2 separate regions of the Oryctolagus cuniculus genome follow, and region 1 is linked to region 2. A link is a contact called in public Hi-C data. All regions are on one chromosome and are shown on one strand. The core of a region is the stretch at or near the end of the contact, and the rest is flanking DNA. Distances in the headings are between cores, read along the strand shown.

What was found. Hi-C and Micro-C count contacts between places; a contact is called where the count stands out from the background.
Region 1: a Hi-C map of an unstated tissue shows a contact between it and region 2, with 6 times the contacts expected there. The contact joins two enhancer-like sites. A contact is called at or near these places in 2 of 6 Hi-C or Micro-C datasets (ear pinna and an unstated tissue).

What each region holds. Positions count from the first base shown.
Region 1 is chr4:159,903,624-159,908,590 of mOryCun1.1, forward strand. It overlaps NR1D2 (nuclear receptor subfamily 1 group D member 2), which reads left to right. Exons shown (of 8, transcript XM_051858875.2): 8 at 4,112-4,967. The coding sequence ends at 4,308. Among named protein-coding and RNA genes, the nearest start is that of NR1D2, 31 kb to the left of the region's middle. Within about 2 kb of position 2,413, at least 3 of the 8 cell types and tissues checked have an H3K27ac peak or open chromatin away from gene starts, as enhancers often do.
Region 2 is chr4:159,782,668-159,787,851 of mOryCun1.1, forward strand. It overlaps UBE2E1 (ubiquitin conjugating enzyme E2 E1), which reads left to right. Exons shown (of 5, transcript XM_070072859.1): 3 at 4,069-4,201. Among named protein-coding and RNA genes, the nearest start is that of RPL15, 49 kb to the right of the region's middle. Within about 2 kb of position 2,949, at least 1 of the 8 cell types and tissues checked has an H3K27ac peak or open chromatin away from gene starts, as enhancers often do.

The DNA.
Region 1 (4,967 bases), core at 1,163-3,662, 120 kb after region 2:
AGAGCCCAGCTCGAGGCCTGGCTGCTCTGCTGCTGGTCCAGCTTCCTGCTCATGTGCTTGGGAAGATAGATGATGCAGATAGATGATGGCCCAAGTGTTTGAGTCCCTGCCACCCATGTAGGAGACCAGAGTGGAGTTCTGGCTCCTGGCTTTGGCATGGCCCAGTCTTGGCTGTTGCAGCCATTTGGGGAGTGAGCCAGTGGATGGAAGATTTTTCTCTCTGTCACCCTTTCTTTTTTTCTTTCACTCTCTCTCCCTCTCCCCCTCTCTCCCTCCATATCTCCCTTCCTTTCTTTCTCACACCTTCCTTCTCTCCCTCAATCTCTTTCTCTTACTTTTTTTTTTTTAAATTTTTTAAAGATTTTATTTATTTATTTGAGAGGTAGAGTTAGAGAGAGGGAGAAACAAAGAGAAAGGTCTTCCATCTGCTGGTTCACACCTCAAATGGCTGCTATGGCTGGATCTGGGCTGATCCAAAGCCAGGAGCCAGGAGCTTCCTCCAAGTCTCCCTCGTGGGTGCAGGGGCCCCAGCACTTGGGCCGTCTTCCACTGCTCTCCAAGGCCATAGCCGAGAGCTGGATCTGAAAAGGAGCAGCGGGGACACAAACCATTGCCCATATTAGGTACTGGCACCACAGGTGGGGGCTTAGCCTACTATGCCTCAGAGCCAGCCCCTGTCACTCTGCCTTTCAAATCAATTAATCTTTGAAAAAAAGTTAAAGCACTTATAGGATCGTGTCCTTAGTGTTCCCACAGTGCGGTTGACTTAGTAGAACAGCTAATGTAAGGCTCTGTGGCCCGAACGGGGAGTGTTCTGTGCTTCAGGTAATACGCGGATTGCTTATTTCTTTTTTTATCAACTGCTTAGAACAAAGCAGTATTACTGTTTGCTTTATCTTTAAAACAGGTTTTTGTTTTCCTGAGAACTCTATAGTTGCCTTCTGTATTTTTTGTTTGATTATTTTCTACTTTTAGGGGAAGTTGTTAGGAGAAATGTCAGTTAATTTCTGCATGTCATTATCCTCACAACAGACCTCTGATGTGAACTAGATGTGAGCCATCTTCAGTAAGAGAGGGAAGGGGTTCGAGCGACAGAGGGGTTTCAGTAATTGGCTGAGCAGGTCCCCTGAGTCTGGCTACAGAGCCTTCCCACTGTACTGCTTGTTAACACAGTAGCTCTAGCTGCTAAAGGAGAGCGAAATCTCAACATGATATTTCCTGTGGGACTGGAAGACTCCTCATGCCACGGAAGGGGACTTGCACCTGGAAGGTAAGTTTTCCTCCTGGGTTGTATAGTGACAGCAGTCACTTCCAGTTGGAGTAGAGGCTGGCGTGTAGATGAGAGGTAAGGCTCGTCTGGATGAAGATTGCGCTTGCCTTCACAGCGGTTTGACCTAACCCCTGTGGGAAGGGAGAAGCTTCGGTGGGGAGCACAGACTTGAGAGTGGGATGAAGAACCAACGAAGGGAGGGGAAGCCACGTGGCTCGTAAACTCCTGCACGGGCAGTGGAGTCGCCCTTCCTGCATCGTTTAGTAAATGAGTTTCCCCTACGGCCTTGCATGCAGGTGCTTCAGGATCGGAAGATTGTGGCTTACGATCTAGCCAGATTTGTAATTGAATTCTTTGAAAGTCTTCATGACACCGTAACGACCTTGGATTTAGAAACTGAGAAAATTAGAAAAATTTAGTATCATCTACATTTTAGTTGTAGGCATCCATTTCCTGACGTCCTGAGTTGTATAAAGACGTGTAGATCATCTTAACCAATTCAGAAAGGGCCAGCTACCTAGCATGCCATTCCCCAGAAACAGCCCTCCCTGCTTAGCCCTGGACTCTGTTGTGGCGATCACGGTCATTCTGAGCTTGGTGTTACGGATTACTGATGATATGATCCAAAATGAAAGCTCCTTGCAGGAATTTTGGCTTGTTCTGTTCACAGCTGATTCCTAGCACCTGGAAGCATTATTGAAGGCTTTAAGTATTTTTGCAAAGATAATCCTTGTGATTGACCAAAGTCAAATGTAGAAAAGAGGCCTTTTGTCTAATAGTTTTGCCTGAAAAATCATGATCCTCAAACCAGTAACCAACATTCGGTTTTTCCTCCATAGAATTAGCACATAGTTGTAATAATAATGCAGGTTTTGTTAAATATAAGAAAGACCTATTTGTATCATTTTTTCTGTATTTACCCACACTCTTTTGCTGTTCAGTTTTAGTCCTTGTTTTAAACGCTTGCATTACAAATAGGCCTTTCAGTTTCCAGTCATGGCAAACGATCTCAGCATCTTTATAAACAACGAAAGGATAGGAGTGGCCAGAGGAGTTTGCTTCTGTGTAGAAAAGAAGTCTCCTGCTGGCATATTCCAACCTCCCTGAGCCGGAGCCCGAGGATTTCTAGTGCACTACTGCCTCCTGTGGTCGGGGAGGAAATAGCCCCTGCTGGAGAGAGCCGGGGCACTCAGCTCCAGGGCCCGACTCTGAGGTGCTTGACTGCAGGTTTATGCTAGATCACACTATACCAAAATGCATGCTGGGTAATAAAACTAGTGTACAGCTACGTGGTGTATTATTTATCTATTACTACACAACAAGCCACCCCAAAACTGAGTGGCTTAAAAGTGTCAACATTAATTTTAGGTTTTGAAGGCTGGGAAATTGGTGTGACTCAGCTGTCTACCTGTGGCTCAGGGTTTCTCAGAAGGTTGCAGCTGGGTTGTGGACATGGCTGTGGCCCTAGATGAAGGCTTGGGTCAGGAAGGATCCTCTTCTAGGCGTATATGGTTAGCGACAGGGTTCCTCTCCTTGCAGGGTGTTGGGCTGAGCACCTCACATCCTTGCTGGCTGTAGGGTGGAGATCACGCTCAGTCCCTCACCATGTGGGCTTCTCCATAGGGCAGCTCACAACGTGGCAGCTGGCTTTTCTCAGAGTGAATACCTAGGATGAAAGCCACAGCTTTTTGTTTTAAAAAAATATTTGGTAAAAAAAATTCAAAACATTGTAAGAAAATATTTATTGTCAATTTATTTGAAAGGCAGAGAGAGACAGAGATCTTCCATTCACTGGTTCACTCCCCCAGTGCTCCCAACAGCCAGAGCCAGGCCAGGCCAAAGCCAGGCGCCCTGAAGTTCAGCCAAGTCTCCCACATGCGTGGACCATCTCCTGCTGCCTCCCAGAGTGTGCAGTAGCAAGAAGCTGGATCAGAGGCTCAGGAGCTGGGATTTGAACATGACACTCCCAGATGGGATGCAGGTGTCCCAGATGGCAACTCAACTGCTGGCCCAAATGTCTGGCCCTTTTGGTGACCTGATTCAAGAAGTGACATCCTATCACTTCTGTTAGAAGTGAGTCAGGGTGATTATACAAGGGCATGAATATCAGGATGGAGAGGGCCATCATAGGCCATTTTATTTATTTTATTATTATTTTAAAGATTTATCTATTTATTTTAAAGTCAGAGTTATACAGAGAGAGAAGGAGAGACAGAGAGAGAGGTCTTCTTTCCAATGGTCCACTCCCCAATTGGCCGCAATGGCTGCAGATGGGCCGATTGAAGCCAGGAGCTTCTTCCAGGTCTCCCACATAGGTGCAGGGGCCCAAGCACTTGGGCCATCTTCTACTACTTTCCCAGGCCATAGCAGATCTGGATTGGAAGTGGAGCAGCTGGGACCTGAACCAACACCCCATGGGATGCTGGCATCGCAGGTGGCAGCTTTACCAGCTACACCACATTGCTGGCCCCCATCATAGGCCATTTTAAAGGCTGCCTGTCACACACAAGGGCATTGCAATGGGAATGTATTCCATGTGCAGAAAAAATACATTTCTGTGCTACATTATTTATTTTGCCAATTGTAAGCAATTGAAGTCAAAAGATAACATGTGGTCTTAAAAATTAGACTAATATTTGTGAAAAAAAATTCCTATCTATGTTACAATAAATAGAAAATTCGCTATTGAGATTTAAAAAATCTGTCAATTTGCTTTTGCCTTTGTTCCAATGTGTAAGACTTTGTATTGAATTCTTTAAGTAGATCGATGAGCAAGAGTTATATTTCATGTTGGTCACATGTGCTCTCCCTCATAATCCTGTATTGCTTACTTCCCATTAGATCGATCTGGAATAGAAAACGTCAACTCTGTGGAGGCTTTGCAGGAAACCCTTATCCGTGCACTAAGGACCTTAATAATGAAAAACCATCCAAATGAAGCCTCGATTTTTACAAAACTACTTCTAAAGTTGCCAGATCTTCGATCTTTAAACAACATGCACTCTGAGGAGCTCTTGGCCTTCAAAGTGCACCCTTAAGGCCTTCGTTTATTGGAACATGAACTGATGCTGACTGTACATTTGTGCTACAATGCTTATTTATACGTGTATGCCGTATGTGGAGATGCCAAGGCCTTTCAGACGATGCAAGATTGTAGGCTGTCTCTGTAAACACGCACTCGCTGTCTGGATTAAGAGCTCTTCAGCCACGAGTAGACATTGACCGCATCTGCCCGATAGACCAATCAGCTGTGTCGCACTTAAACTGGAGAAGTTACACTGAATTATAATCACACTGAATGTTAGACTTTCATCTGCCAAAACCAAAAACCATTTTGATCTCCCTGTGGTATAAATGTGTAACGCACAATCACAAGTATAAGAGGACTTAGAAATTCATCCTTTGTAGAAGTTCTGTTTGAGTGGTGGGTAATTTGATGTTTATCCCAAGACCATTTGGTCTGGTAATTGGAGACTTTGGGAGTTCGGAGGTTTCCATGTCTGTATTTTTCTTTGCCGCTGTTAAGGCATGTGGCCCTGGGTGGGTTACTGGGTTGTGGAAAATGAAATTGATAGTGTCCCCAATACCCCAGCTTACATACTAAAACATGTTTATAAAGCATATGTACCTCTTGGGAGATAGGCACTATGTAAATAAGGTGACATTTTTGTTATAATTATTCATAATATTCTTTTCT
Region 2 (5,184 bases), core at 1,699-4,198:
TAAGAGGTAGGTAGTGAGAGGCAGAGACAGAGAGAAAGGTCTTCTATCCACTGGTTCACTCCCCAAGTGGCCGCCAAGGCCGGGGCTGTGCTGATCAGGAGCCAGGAGCTTCTTCCAGGTTTCCCATGCAGGTGCAGGGGCCCAAGTGTTTGGGCCATTTTTCACTGCTTTCTCAGGCCGCAGAGCTGGACTGGAGGTGGAGCAGCTGGGACTAGAACCAGTGCCCATATGGGATGCTGGCGCTGCAGGTGGATGATTAACCTACTGCACCACAGCACCAGCCCCTCCAAGTTCTTTCTTAATTCCCATTTTTAAAGACCCTCACACGCGTGAGTACCTCATATTTTTATGAAAGTCACTGTGCTATGGGATATCAGGAATTAGTTGGGATTCCTAAGTGGGTAGATGAGAACTTGCACAGCACCCTGCACCGCTGCTCCTTCCTTGGGAGCACGCTGGACCACTCTCGCTCCCACCCCTTTCTCCACCGATGCTGTGTGCAGGCCCCTTTCCAGCATGTGCCTCATCCTTACCTGGGCCTTTCAGAGCTACGTCTGACATACGCCAGAATTGGGGTATTCTGGGACTGTGGGTGAGGGCCCTCCCGTCCTAGAAACACACGATGGCTGGGGCTTGGACATCTCCTGTGAGGACATCCACGTTCCGTTCTGCCACTGACCCGAGCGTCACTGGCATTGCCCGCAGCCCACCCACTTGCTGGACTAGCTTATCCTGACTTTGCTAGGACAACTTAGAAGGGGAAAAAAAGATGAAAACTGTGGATGCCACTGTGTCATCGTTTTTGTTTTATTTTTCTCTATAAAATGCACATGCACTCCCCCAGTGACAGTGAATTCCTCAAACATTCAGGCAACAATGGGTGGTCTTTCTTAGGGGTTTCTCAGACCTTTCATGGTGATTGCTGAGACCCCAGGCCAGGGACACCCCCCCCCCCCCCGAGACTTTTCAGGGTCTCTGTTATGTTCTTGATTATTGTAGCTACTCTGTGCACTTGTTTAGCAGAAATGTAACAACTTTTTCCTTATTATTAACTGTTGATTGGATTGTAATGTTCTTGATTGGATTCCTTGCGCCTTTTCTGAACCTTCAGGGAAGTGTGTACACACACAGAAGGCAGGCTGCAAAGCAGGAATCTTCATCTGGAGCTGTAGTTAGGACCGCAGGGGATGCACTGAGAATCTCAAAGCCCCTGTTCCTAACTGGTTCTCCCATTTCCAGCAGCCTGGACCCGTGGTTCCCAATGCAAATCAACTGTTTACCACTCAGCAGGGGGAGCTGTTTGAACGTGTAGATTTTGGGGTCCTGCTGTAGACATTCTAACTCATGCAGCCTGGGGAGTAATCTAAGAGTCTTCATTTTTAGTTATATAGATAATTTTGATGCACAGTGGAATTTGGGGACCCCGTTTTCTTTACAGTTCACATAATCTACTCAAGCCGGCACACTGTTGAGCACCTCTTCTCTGTTATTTAAGGGGCTGGGAGAAGTAGGCAAAGCTGATGTCACCTCTAGGTTAGACTAACCTCACTCTTGTTTCTCTAGGTCAGTCAGTCTCATAGCCTCATGGAGCCGGACCTGGCCAAAACAGTATGGCTTTAGCAGGCGCTGGGAATAGTGTCAGTACTACACTTTGAGGCCTGGTTCCTGGTCTGTAGAGAGGCGTTTAGAGTAGATGGAAGTATGGAGAGTTGAGAGTAGTAGCCTTTTACCTTTGTCTTCCTGACTAGGTAAGAGATTACTCATCTTGTCCTGCACCTGTGTGTCAGTGTTACCTTCCTCTTCTCAGTCCACATCTCAGCCAGCTGCAGTCTGGTGAAGTCACAGCCATTACTGGCCAGCGTCTGCAGAGTCTGCCTGTTCTAGTAAGGCTATACCATCAGCTGGTGGCTTACAAGCAGCAGAAATGTATCAGTTCCCGAGGGGGGAATCTAAAGCCATGGTGCTGCTGTGTCTGGCCAGGGCCTGCGTCCGAGTGCCCATCCAGTGTCTGCTTGCTGTGCCCTCACTTGATGGAAGAAAGCTGGGAGGGGGGGGTCTCTTAGGACACTGATCCCGTTCATGAAGATGTCATTGATGAGCCCCAGTGGCCCACCTCCTCCCAACAGCATCACATTAGAGCAACTCAAACACGTGGGCGGGTAGGTTTTAAGTGACCAGGGACCAGGTCTGCTCCCGGGAGATGAAGCAGCAGGAATCGGAGCCTTTCACTGGCAGGGTTACTGCGCGTTCTTAGAGGGACAGAGGGCTAAGAGCGCTCCCTGCATTGCACCCGGTGAAAATCACAGTCCACTGCCAAGTACACGCACCTGTGACTCCATAGTGTCGGCAGTGGTAAGTGATCTCCCCGTGTGCTCATGTGTTCAGTTGAAGACAAGTTTTTCATAGTTCTTGGGAACACCCATCGCGGAGTTTAAAGGGCCATATCGTCAGAGCCAATGGGAATCATTACCAGTGCTGCTCGCTGCCACGGGCTCCACAGGGCTCTTCCTCAGTTACTTAATTCCTAAGCCATTCCTGTGAGGCAGGTGTGTGAACGTGGGTTTAGGGCGACAGTGGGCTCTCGGGCACACACAGCTAACTCACTGCCTGTGCCCACTCCCCGTCGGGGCCTTTTCTTCACCCATGACTCCTCCCCAAGTCCTGCTTCCCTGGGTTTTTGTAAGCACGTTCCCATAACCTGTGTTTAGCTGTGGCTACTCCTACCCCATGGTGGAGCTGGGGAAAGCAGAGCTCACCTGTAGCCTTCTTACTCCTCTACTCCTCATCTCCTCTCTCTTAAATGAAGGTGTCAAAACCGGCTCTTGTCCAGTGTCAAAACCCCTCACCCGCCTAGCACACAGCTTTCCGTTCATGGTCATTGAGAGAGCCGTGCTGCCTGCCCCGCAGGAGTGGGGCGAGTGTTGGCTGGGTTTCTGCCATCCTCTCCGCGCACACAGCACTGCTCTGGGAGCAGTTCCAGGTGCGTCGGGCACTCTGTCACCGCCCCTGCTCAGCCGTGCTGTGGGGAGGCAGCCCGCTTCCTGAGAGTTTCGTCCTTTCCCCCTTCACTTTTTAGGACCATAGTACTGCACTTACTGGTTTGGGAAGCTAAATTAAGCTCTTCAATAATTTCTAGAATTAGGATAAAATTTGTTAAAACTTCATATATGTGGGAGGTGGGTTGTTTGGCGTGGCGGTTGAGCTGCTACGTGGGATGCACACATTCCGTGTCAGAGTGGGTCTGAGTCCCCACTCGGCTCAGCTTCCTGTAGTCCCTGGGGAAGCAGCAGGTGAAGGCGCAAGACCCTGGGCCCCTGCCGCCCGTGTGGAGACCTGGACTGACCTTGCAGCTCAGCCCTGGCTGTGGTGAGCAGGTGGGGAGGAACCAGCAGAATGAAGGCGTCTGTCAAATCTTTAAAAAATTACATATACGCTTCAGTACAAAGTGCCCTGGAAGCCAAGAGAATGCTGTGGAAGGGTTCTGTGGTCAGAGCGTGGTGTAACCAAGAGTAACAGACATTAGTGTCCTCACCGTAATAGAGAACCCAGTAACAGGATTTGATCTTGAAATTAAAACTGGATAACTTGCCATCATTCTCTTCCCACCCAGCATAGTTTTGGTTTATGAGAAAAAAGCGTGGCCGTCTTTTGGATCTTTTTAGGGTAAGATTATTGAGATACAAGAGCGAGGGAGGAAAACAGCCAGTGTGTCAGAAAACGAAACTTTTGCGCTTCAAACTGCTGTCGTTTGTCTGTATGTGCTAAGGTGTTTAAGTATTTACACTTTGTTCTGTGGCAAGGAGAGGTTTGAGAATTGAGTAACATTTCCTGCTTATTAAGAGCTAAGTAAACTTGGAATGACTTTAACATTCTTGAATCATCCAGTTGACTTGCCCCGAGGCTGATGTTTGCTATAGTTTCTGCATCAGAAAGATACTTCTGTTTTCTGAAGAAAAGTTACACATTTGATAGAAAGGTGGGGGAGGGGGTTCTCGCTCCCCTTTTTTGATACAGTATGAGAGTCGGGTGATGCCACCGTCTGCTTAGCTGTTGATGTGTTCTTTTCAGCGCTGGCCCCAAAGGTGATAACATCTATGAGTGGAGATCCACCATTCTAGGGCCTCCAGGATCTGTGTACGAAGGTGGCGTCTTCTTTCTCGATATTACTTTTACACCAGAATATCCCTTCAAGCCTCCCAAGGTAAGGAATTCCCCTGATTTATGTTAGATTTGCTAGTTCCCATAGGAGCCTAGTGAGGGTTTTCTCAGGGTAACTGTTAAGCACAAAAACTCAGTGGGGGGGGGGGGCAGGCTTTGTGGCCCAGTGCATCAAGCTACCACCCGGAGTGCCCACATCCCATACACCAGTGTCACTTCTGGCTACTGTTTCTATTTTTAATATTTGTTTTATATGCAGGCTTTGTGGCCCAGTGCATCAAGCTACCACCCGGGGTGCCCACATCCCATACACCAGTGTCACTTCTGGCTACTGTTTCTATTTTTAATATTTGTTTTATATATTTGAGAGAGAGACAGAGCTCTTCCATCCACTGGTTCACTCCCCAAATGCCTGCAACCACCCAGGCTGGGCCAAAGCTGAGGTCTGGGTGGTGGACCCAGGTCTCCCATGTGTGTGGCAGAGCGCCAATGACCTGAGCCATCGCCACTGCCACCCAGGGTCCGCATTTGCAGGGAGCCGGAGCCCGGAAGTGACCCAGGCACTGCTGTCATGGAGACGAGCATCTCAACTGCTGGGCTAAAAAGCCAGCCTCTGGTCATTTTTACTTTGGTCTCCTGATTTTTATTTGTGGAAATACATGATGTGCACCAATTAAAATAACTCCTGCTTCTGTGGCTCATGCTGACTGGTCCTTGCCCACACTGGGCTTCCCACTCATGGAGACCCCTCTATAAATCCTGGGGTTCTGGTAGACAGGGTGGCTGGGGGAACTGGTGTAACGCAAATCCTGAAGAGCTTTTTGGTTGTGTAGCCACTGCCTACTAAGCATTCTATCACATGCAGACTATGTTGTACCTCAGGTTTTATGAGGTATTGAAGATTGTGTAGTACTACCAGCTAACACAAGAGGTCAGCAAACAATTAGCTATTCATGCTTCAAAATGCTAATATTTAAACAGTAACCTTGCTGAAGATGAACTCAGGAGGGTACCGAACTTTTAGCT